Linked DNA regions of Oryctolagus cuniculus: region 1 is linked to region 2. The links are chromatin contacts, called in public Hi-C maps. All regions are on one chromosome and are shown on one strand. Each heading gives the region's core, a stretch centred on a gene start, on an enhancer-like site or on the middle of the called end of the contact. The rest is flanking DNA. Distances are from core to core; before and after follow the strand shown.

Evidence for each region. Hi-C and Micro-C count contacts between places; a contact is called where the count stands out from the background.
Region 1: a Hi-C map of an unstated tissue shows a contact between it and region 2, with 1.9 times the contacts expected there. The contact joins the enhancer-like site here to the promoter of SERINC3 in region 2. A contact is called at or near these places in 4 of 6 Hi-C or Micro-C datasets (ear pinna, psoas muscle, skin fibroblasts and 1 more).

The regions. Positions count from the first base shown.
Region 1 is chr11:14,639,516-14,644,306 of mOryCun1.1, forward strand. It overlaps TTPAL (alpha tocopherol transfer protein like), which reads right to left. Exons shown (of 5, transcript XM_051845016.2): 3 at 1,733-1,926. Among named protein-coding and RNA genes, the nearest start is that of TTPAL, 20 kb to the right of the region's middle. Within about 2 kb of position 2,411, at least 2 of the 8 cell types and tissues checked have an H3K27ac peak or open chromatin away from gene starts, as enhancers often do. A contact at or near this core is called in ear pinna, where this site is marked.
Region 2 is chr11:14,607,666-14,612,230 of mOryCun1.1, forward strand. SERINC3 (serine incorporator 3) reads left to right here and starts at 1,364. Exons shown (of 10, transcript XM_002721072.5): 1 at 1,364-1,559. The coding sequence starts at 1,521.

The DNA of each region.
Region 1 (4,791 bases), core at 1,161-3,660, 33 kb after region 2:
CCTGACTGGACATGATACAATGGATATAAACATCAAAATGTCAAGTTACTCCATAAATACGTACAACATCTGTCAAAAACTTAAGGAAAAATAAAGAAGGGGCTGCCATTGTGGCATAATGGGTAAAGCCACTGCCTGCAACGCCAGAATCTTCTATGGGCGCTGGTTTGTGTCCTGGCTGCTCCACTTCTGCTCCAGCTCCCTGCTAATGGCCCGGAAAAGCAATGGAGGATGGCCCAAGTATCTGGACCCATGCCACACATGTGGGAACCCAGATGAAGCTCCTGGCTCCTGGCTTCGGCCTGGTCCAGCCCTGGCCATTGCAGCCATCTGGGGAAGTGAACTAGTGTATGGAAGATCTCTCTCTCTCTCTGTATAATCCTCTCTCTGTAACTCTTTCAAATGAATAAATCTTTTTTTTTTTTTTTGGACAGGCAGAGTGGACAGTGAGAGAGAGAGAGACAGAGAGAAAGGTCTTCCTTTGCCATTGGTTCACCCTCCAATGGCCGCCACGGTCAGCGCGCTGCGGCTGGCGCACCGCGCTGATCCGATGGCAGGAGCCAGGTGCTTCTCCTGGTCTCCCATGGGGTGCAGGGCCCAAGCACTTGGGCCATCCTCCACTGCACTCCCTGGCCACAGCAGAGAGCTGGCCTGGAAGAGAGGCAACCGGGACAGAATCCGGTGCCTCGACCGGGACTAGAACCCGGTGTGCCGGCGCCGCAAGGCGGAGGATTAGCCTAGAGAGACGCGGCGCCGGCCTAAATCTTTTTTTTTTTTTAAAGAAATGAATATATATCAATGGAATTAACTACAGCCTTTTCAACAGCCTTTAATGTGGAAATGTTTATGGTGAAGCTCCCAGGAAAGGGGCTAGGAAACACTGACCCAAACTCTCCCCTGACACTTGAATCTACATGGTGTTCAGCATCAGAAGACTGAGAGCTAAGGAAAGCCAGAACTCAAGTTTATGGACAAGTCCAAACGGGCACTGATTCATTTCGACAGTAAACCTGGTGCCCAGCAGGGGTGCAGACACACCTGTGGAACTCAGTGAGAACCGCCGTACCCTTGGTGCCCCGCGTTCACAAGGGCGGTCAGAACAAATAGGGAATCAAAAACTATGACAGCTGTCACACTGGGGCCGGGCTCCATCTTCTCTAGGCCTCAGGTTCTCCGTCCATCCCACAGGAAAACGTTCTCGCCTTGCATCTCTCAGAGGATTCTCTGAAGGACTGAATGGGTACAGTGACTGTAAAAGCGCTCTGCAAACCCCTAAATGGTACAGCCATGTAAGAAGCTTCCTGGTTCCCGGGGACCTGGGTCCTGAAACACAGACCAGGAGGTGTGAAGCATTCCAACAGTGCTCAGGTCCCCAGGGCCTTGCAGGCAGGCGGGCAGGCGGCACCTTGGGCAGAAGCACCACTTCTGATTGTTAGACCTCCTCCTCTGCCTTCCAGGCAAAAAACAAACGCACAAAAAAAAAAAAAAAAAAAAAAAAAAAAAAAAAAAACAGGGAAGGCATCTCCCTGGCTTTTGGAAATGACTGGAGACCCTGATGAGAATGGCTATAAAACAGAACATGGAGATACCTTCCCCTAACACTTTGTCTTACTCTGCTTGCACACGTGGGAGGCGGGATTTGTGTCATTTTCATGAGACCTGGGGTAAACGGACAGGGCCCGGGGAAGCCAAACCAACCACAGAAGAGGCACGCAGCAAACAGGGGCCATACCTGGAGGATGCCAATCACCTTTTTGGCTATAAAAGGGCCAAAATGAGATGCTTTCGATAAGCTCACTCCTTTGTAGTCTGCAAGAATCACAATTCCATTCACCTGGGTTTCTTCAGACTGAATGAGCTTCTCTAAGGTCAAGTATATGGCGCGGATGTTCTCAGTAATCGGATAGTTGCTGGGGATCCATCTGTCTGGGGTGACGAGAGAGGGACGGCACGTCACAGAAATGCACAAGGCGGTGATCAAAGCTTTACCTCCTGAGACCACTGTTTCCAAGTGAAGGGGAGATTCCTCCTATTTCGGTTACACATGGGGACCATAAGCTGTGGCTACTGTTCTGAACTCCAGGAGCAGCAGCACGCTCTGCAATGGAAATGCAGTTCAGGGAATGAGGTTCAAAGCATGAGCTGTGAATCCAGACACACCAGCGGGATGGAACGTTCTAGATGTGTGACCTTGGCCAAGTCACTTCCTCACTGTGGGCACCACCTCCCTCTGAGCAGAGCAGGAGGTAACACTTACCTGCAGGGACAACTGCACACTTGTCCATCAGGAAGTCCCCCTTCTACTTAGGACATCACCCTCGTTCTCCCTGGGGAGCCACTTCTCCCCATTCTAGCCAGCAAGTTTGACAAGAATGGACTTGACTCCTGACTCCCGGGGGGGGGGGGGGGGGGTGAGTACAGGGAACTGAACCAATTTGGCATCACATCCTCTTGTGACTCTAAGCCAGGTCACGCAGAGCCAAGGCGGCTCAATTCCGGGGCCTTGGCCCTTTGGAAATAGAACATCTCTTCTCTCTTACAGTGGCAAGACTGTCGGCTTGAGACTCAAGGGCCCCGTGATGCCAGGGCTGGCCTGAGAGTGAAGCCCAGGCTGGGGACAGCAGAGGCAGGGACAGCTCTCCGGTGCCCCTGAATCCACCTGTGCCCAAGCTCCAGTGCTGTGGGCAAACGAGCTCTCTTTTTGGTTCCAGTCCATTGAGCTGGCTTTCTGTCGCTTGCGACACAGCTGAGTCACAGCTCCCGCACCTCCCGCAGGAGGCGTCACAAGGATGGAGCCTAACGCTCTGGAGGCTTTGCACCAAGTGTCCCTTTCCGGGGGGGTGCTCCCATTTCCTAAAGGAGCCTTGTTTTCTCTTTGGGAAAAAGATGAAACTGGCAACTTTTGGGTGTTGACTGCTAGTCTCAAGAAAATCCCACCAAGACCTGTGCATCCCTGCCTTAGTAAAAACAAGACTTCCAGTTTGGCCCTGACGGGACTGAGTAATATGTGCGAAACTCCCATGAAGACTCTGTCCCAGGCAGCCCTGGTTTGCCGCTTGCTGCTGCTGCTGATCGCCCTCTGCCTCAACGTGCTGGATGCCGCCCCTTCCCACCACACGGCTCTAAGAGCCTACAGAAAGGCAAAGCCGACACCCAGGTGGGAGCAAAACCTGTGGATGCCTCCTCCTTAAAAGCTGTGTCAGTGGGGCCGGCCCCGTGGCGTAATAGGCTAAGCCTCAGCCTGCAGTGCCAGTGTCCTATATGGAGCTGGTTCGAGTCCCAGCTGCTCCTATTCCAATCCAGCTCTCTGCTATGGCCTAGGAAAGCAGTGGAAGACGACCCAAGTACTTGAGCCCCAGCACCCCCATGGGAGACCTGGAAGAAGCTCCTGGCTTTGGACTGGCCCAGCTCTGGCTGTTGTGGCCATTTGGGGAGTGAACCAGCAGATGGAAGACCTCCTTTCTTTAACTCTACCTCTCAACGAAATAAATAAAACCTTTAAAAAAGAAAATGTTTGTCAGTGAGGAGAATCCAGATATGCTCCAGACAACTGGGAGGAAAACGTGGCCTCACAAGCAAAGTGGTGCAACCGGTGTGGAAGCAACTGACTGTTTTGCAATACTCTAATGAGCTGAGTACAGAGGAACAACAGAAAACCCCGCCTGCTGGCTGGCTTCTAGGTCCCTGGTTCTCCTGAGACGTGCATGGCAATGCTTGTTTTAGACTAAACACCTTTGAACGTGGGAGAGCGCCTGGGCGGGTCAAGTCATTGGAGGGGCCTGGTATGTGGTCAGGGCTGGAGAGACTGGTTCCGTCTCCTCAGAGGGTCTGGTGGGCGACTCACGGGAACAGCGATGCGTGGCTGCAAGGCCGAGAGAGGCACCCGCAGGGGTCTGCCCTCTTTTGAGCCATTTGCATGCAGAGCAGGGGAGGGCCGCCAGCACGTCCTTGGTGTCTGGCTCGCGGACGAACACTGCCGTCTTACTTCCAGATTTTTCCTCAGCTCCATCCGATGGAAAATGCTGAGGCTGTGGGCAGAGCGGGGAACACGCCTAGGCTGATGCTGCCCTCGGTGTGCTCAAGGGCACGGGATGAGGGGTCTGCAGTCTCAGTTCCACCATCCCCCGGGCCCCGTGTCCCATTTCTGAATGCTCCCTGTGGGGAGCTGGTGGGCAGCTGCTCCCAGCTAGAGGCTACAGGCCAAAGAAAGGGGTCCTGGTCACTAGTGCTAGGACCCAAAACTGAATCTAAAGTGAGTCCTTTCGGTGGTCTAAGCAAAGGAGAGGGTAGAGGAGGCAAGGCATAGGCGCCCAGCCTGCAGCCCACTCACACAGGAGGGCAAGAGGGTCCTGGCCCCCAGACTTGGGTCCTGTCCTCAGCCGCTCTCCTCTACAAATCCAGGATTTGCATGGAGGGAACTCCTTGGGTGGCCGGCGGAACCTGAGGGCCGAGGGTGCCAGAACTCCCTACTGCACAGAGGTGTAAAAGCCAGGGGCAGGCATGCGGCGCAGTGGCGAAGACCCCACATCGATACCTCTCCACTGCAGTGCCTCGGTTCAAGTCCCGGCTCCACTTCCAATTCAGCTTCCTAACACTAACACTAACACTAACACACTCACACTAACACACTCACACTAATGTATACCCTGGGCGGCAGCGGGTCACGGTGCAAATAGTGAGGTGCCTGCCACCCATGTGAGAGACTCAGATGGAATCCTGACTCCTGGTTGCAGCCTGGCCTAGTCTTGGCTGTTGCCAGCATTTGGGGAGTGAACCAGCAGATGAAAGGTA
Region 2 (4,565 bases), core at 114-2,613:
CACTCTGTTAAAAAGAGAAGCAGGGGGGCCAGTGCTGTGGCACGGTGGGTTAACACCCTGGCCTGAAGCACTGGTATCCCATATGGGCACTGGTTCAAGACCTGGCTGTTCCACTTCCGATCCAGCTCTCTGCTATAGCCTGGGAAAGCAGTAGAAGATGGCCCAAATCCTTGGGTCCCTGTACCCATGTGGGAGACCCGGAAGAAGCTCCTGGCTCCTGGCTTCAGATTGGCCCAGCTCCAGCTGCTGTGGCCAATTGGATGGAAGACCTCTCTCTCTGCCTCTCCTCTCTCTGTGTAACTCTTTCGAATAAAAAAATAAATCTTAAAAAAAAAAAAGGGGGGGGAAGCAGGGAGGGCATTTGGTGCAGTGGTTAAGCTGCTACCTGGGACTCCCGCATCCCTTATTGGAGGGCCTGTGTTTGCGTCCTGACTTTGTTCCTGGTTCCAGCCTCCTGCTAACCTGCACCCTGGGAGGCATCAGGAGGTGGCTCAAGTAGTTGGGTTCCTGCCACCCATGTGGGAGAGCCAGACTGAGTTCCAGGCTCCTGGCTTCCCTGGCTGTTGCCAGCCTTTGGGAAGTGAACCTCAGATGAGAGAGATGTCTTTCTCTTTGTCTTTCGATAATTTATTTTTAGAATCTTTTTTTAAAAAAATATTTGAAAGGCAGAATTACAGAGGGAGAGGGACACACACACACACACATCTTCTACCCACTGCGTCACTCCCCAAATGGTTGCAACCCAGGTGGAAACCAGGAGCCTGGGACTCAGTCTGGGTCTCCCACGTGGGTGCCAATGGCCCAAGTACCAGCTGTCAGAAGTCCTCATGCCGGCCTCAGAGGACTGGCCTGCTGGTTTGAAACAGGACGCCGCCACGCTACCTTTCAGTGTTACTTAAAGTCCTTTCAGTTAGCCCAAATGGAGTACATCCCACATTTTAGGAAAAACAATGCCCATCTTTCCTTGGTTAGAGGACTCATCCGTCAGTTCTCAAATTATATGTGAATTATTTAGAGATTCTGCCAAGACTACTCCCCAGCTAAATCACTTTCCTCTTACACGATAGGCAATAACTATTCTCTTATTGAGAGGGTATTACCCCCATAATACTTCCTCACAGTACTTATCACGCTACAGGATGGTGCATTTATATCTCCTCTTAAGCAGATCACAAATTCTGTGAGGGCAGATCTGAGCCTCCGCGTACCCTCTAGGTCTCTACAAATAATGAGCTGCCAGTGAACACAAAACAGATAAGGAATCCAGCCTTCCCAGCTCCGGCAGCCCGAGGCTGGCTTAGCCCCGCCCACGCCCTCCTCCACCAATGACAGGTGCCCTCTCGGCCGCCACGGAAGGGGTGGTGGGCGGGGCCGCGCGATGACGTACGCCCCACGTCCAGGGAGGGGTGGGCCGTATTTCCGGCCCGGGGAACGGTCGCGTTTCTGGGGCGACGCCTCAGCTGGCAGTTACCACCGCGCAGGGAGCCTCCGGACAGGTCACCTCCAACAGCAGCGTCACCATGGGGGCTGTGCTGGGCATCTGCTCCCTCGCCAGCTGGGTGAGTTCGGAGTGGTGTCCTGGCCGGGCCCGCGGTGTCAGGACAAGGGCGATGGAGACCCCAAACCTAGACCCTAGCGATCCTCGGCCCCACAGGCCCCGGGGGATGGGAGACTGAGGCGGGCCCTGCTGTGACCGTCTCGGGAGGCGTGGGCCCCGGGCCGCGACGCCCAGGGGCCGGGATCAGGCGGCTCTCCTTCCGGGTTCGGGGAGAAACGTAGGAAGCCAGGCTGCCATTGTTTACAGTTCCGATTGCCCCGCCCCCGCGAACCTTCCAGACTCTGGGTTCCTCTGGAGCCGGGGTGGGTCGGAGGAATGACAGCTCCTGGGGCGGGGTCTGCTGCGTTCATCTCCTAGCACCCCTTCAGATGGCGTCATTTAGTTCTGGTTGGCTTGACTCCCGTCTGCCCCCATAGCTCGGGCTGTGTGGCTGAGGAGCCGTTTTGATGCGAGGGAAAGGTCCTGTGGATTATTATTCGGAGCTGGGAAGCCATGGGCTGTACATTTGGGGCCCTCTGTGTGAGAAATGACCCAGTGGTGCATTTCCACAAAAGACTTAGGTTAGCCTTAGTGTAAGGCCGTGATACCAGGCCTCGGTAGCCCCTCGGATAGAGTCGCAAAGATGCCAAAATAAGTCAACTGCTGAGTTTGCTTTTAGCGGCACCACTTGTTATCTTTTTTTTTTTTTTAAGATTTATTTATTTATTTGAAAGTCTAGAGTTACAGAGAGAGGCAGAGAGAGCGCCAGCGGGAGAGTGCTCTTCCATCCACTGGTTCACTCCCCAAATGGTCCCAATGGCCAGGCCGAGCCAGGCGGAAGCCAGGAGCCTGGAACTCCACCCAGCTCTCCTATGTGGTGCAGGGGCCCAAGGACTTGGGCCATCTTCCGCTGCTTTCCCAGGCCATAGCAGGAAGCTGGATCGGAAGTGGAGCAGCCAAGACTGACCCTCTGTCCATGTGGGGTGCTGGTGCCTGCCCCGCCACTTGTTATCTTTGTAACCTTCAGTAATTCGGTAATCTGCGGCCACTGGGTGCTTGTTACAGAGTGCTCTGGTGTCTCAGTTCCTGGAAGTGTGCCGGCCTTGCTGTTAGCAGAGTGTAGGTCCTCTTTTCTCTCCTGTCTGCCCAGCAGCTGGTCTGGGCACCCACTCCTCTCTTACTGAAGAATTGAGCTTAAAATTACAGGTCTTAACCTCCTTTCCCCCCAAGGCTAAAACTGTGTGCTCCAGGTACAGATAAGGAACCAAAACTATGAAACCCTTGCCTCACCCGGCCTTAACCTCCTCCCCCCTCCCCTCCTGCACCCGCTTGTGCAGATAAGGTGATTGATAGCTACCCGAGACCCTGCAGTTCGGCACGTGCACCCCAGCAGCTGGGACCCTAGGCTTCGGCCAATCAATTCAAAAGGCATCAACCCCAGAGCCATCCAACCACCTTTAGTAGGTCTGTTCCCGCCACTGGATGCACTAATCAATTCTAAGAGATGTCCTTTGACTTTCCCGCGGGATGAGATGATTTGCAGAGTGTAAGTCCTCTGTTCTCTCCTGTCTGCCCAGCAGCTGGTCTGGGCACCCACTCCTCTCTTGCCCCATCCCACCTAGGTGCTGTCGGGGTCTAGCTTGGACCTACTATGATGCTCTGTCATTGGAGAACTGGGATAAAAAGAGCTGAAATTATTATTATTTTTTTAAAGATTTAGTTATTTATTTTGAAAGTCAGAGTTACAGAGAGAGGGGGAGAAACAGAGGTCTTCCATTCGCTGGTTCACTTCCCAGATGGCCACAAGGGCCAGCCCTGGGCCAGGCCAACGCCAGGAACTTCCTGTGGGTCTCCCAGGTGGGTGGCAGGGGCGCTTGGGCCATCTGTGCTTTCCCAGGCCACAGCAGGGAACTGGATCTGGAGTGGAGCAGCTGGGAACCACAACATGTGGGATACCCGCATGGCAGGCGGTGACAACCCCTACATCACCTGCCCCCAAAGAGCTGAGTTTCCGAGGTGGTGCCTGCTTTCAGTGTCTGACCAGGAATCAGAAAAAGCCTCTCTCTGCCTGCTTTGTGTTTGCTGAGTCCTTTGTGGTAGGTGGTCCTGGGTGGGCTTACTTCCCGCATTTATCCCTGAAGGTAAATACCCCAGCATGCCTCCTCTCCAGAGCTCTTGTGAGTATAGAGTGAGTAAATGAATTAAATCACTGTATTAACTGGCAAGGAAAATGTAGGCTCTGTGAAAGGGAGTATGTGGATCTTCTTCCTATACCTGCCTCAGAGAAGTATGATTCCTTGAAGTCTTGTTTCCTGATTTCCCAACTTTTGTGATTAACCAGGAATTCAGCCTCAGCTCATTCCACTACTGTTTCTTAGAGACAGAGTGCATTTCCCACCCTTTAAAATTGTTAATCTTCAATTGTCATTTAGGAGAGCTAGTCTGATTTTTTTGGCCTTGACCTAAGGTAGGAAACACATTTTTTTTAATGAGAGAATGCACCTGGCAGGTCAGGTGGGCAGTTCAGCAGAAAGCTGAGAGCTGAGCGCACAGACTGTATTCACACTAGGGTTTATAGGGGAAATGGGTCTAGTTCTTCCCATTGATTCTGGATCGGGAGTGGAGCAGCTGGGACTCGAACCAGTGCCCATGTGGGATGCCGGCACTGCAGGCGGAGGCTTTACCCGCTACACCATAGCATTGGCACCTACTGTATGGTCTTACAGGTTTTGGAAGACTTTGGCTTTTACTATTTAAGTAATATGAGAATCCACTGCAGAGTTTGAAAGAGGAGTGCTAGTGCTAGTGCATTTTTTATTCAATTTCTGTTTATTTATTTGAGAGTTAGAGCTCCCATCCACGGGTTCACTCCCCAGAAGACCACAGCACCACCTCCTCATAAGTTTTGGAGGGACACAGTTACTTGAGTTGTGTCTGCTGCCTCCCAGGGTTTGCATTAGCAGGAAGTTGCAGTCAGGAGACAGAGTGGTTATTAAACCCAGGCACTGCCTTAGGGGATGTGGGTGTC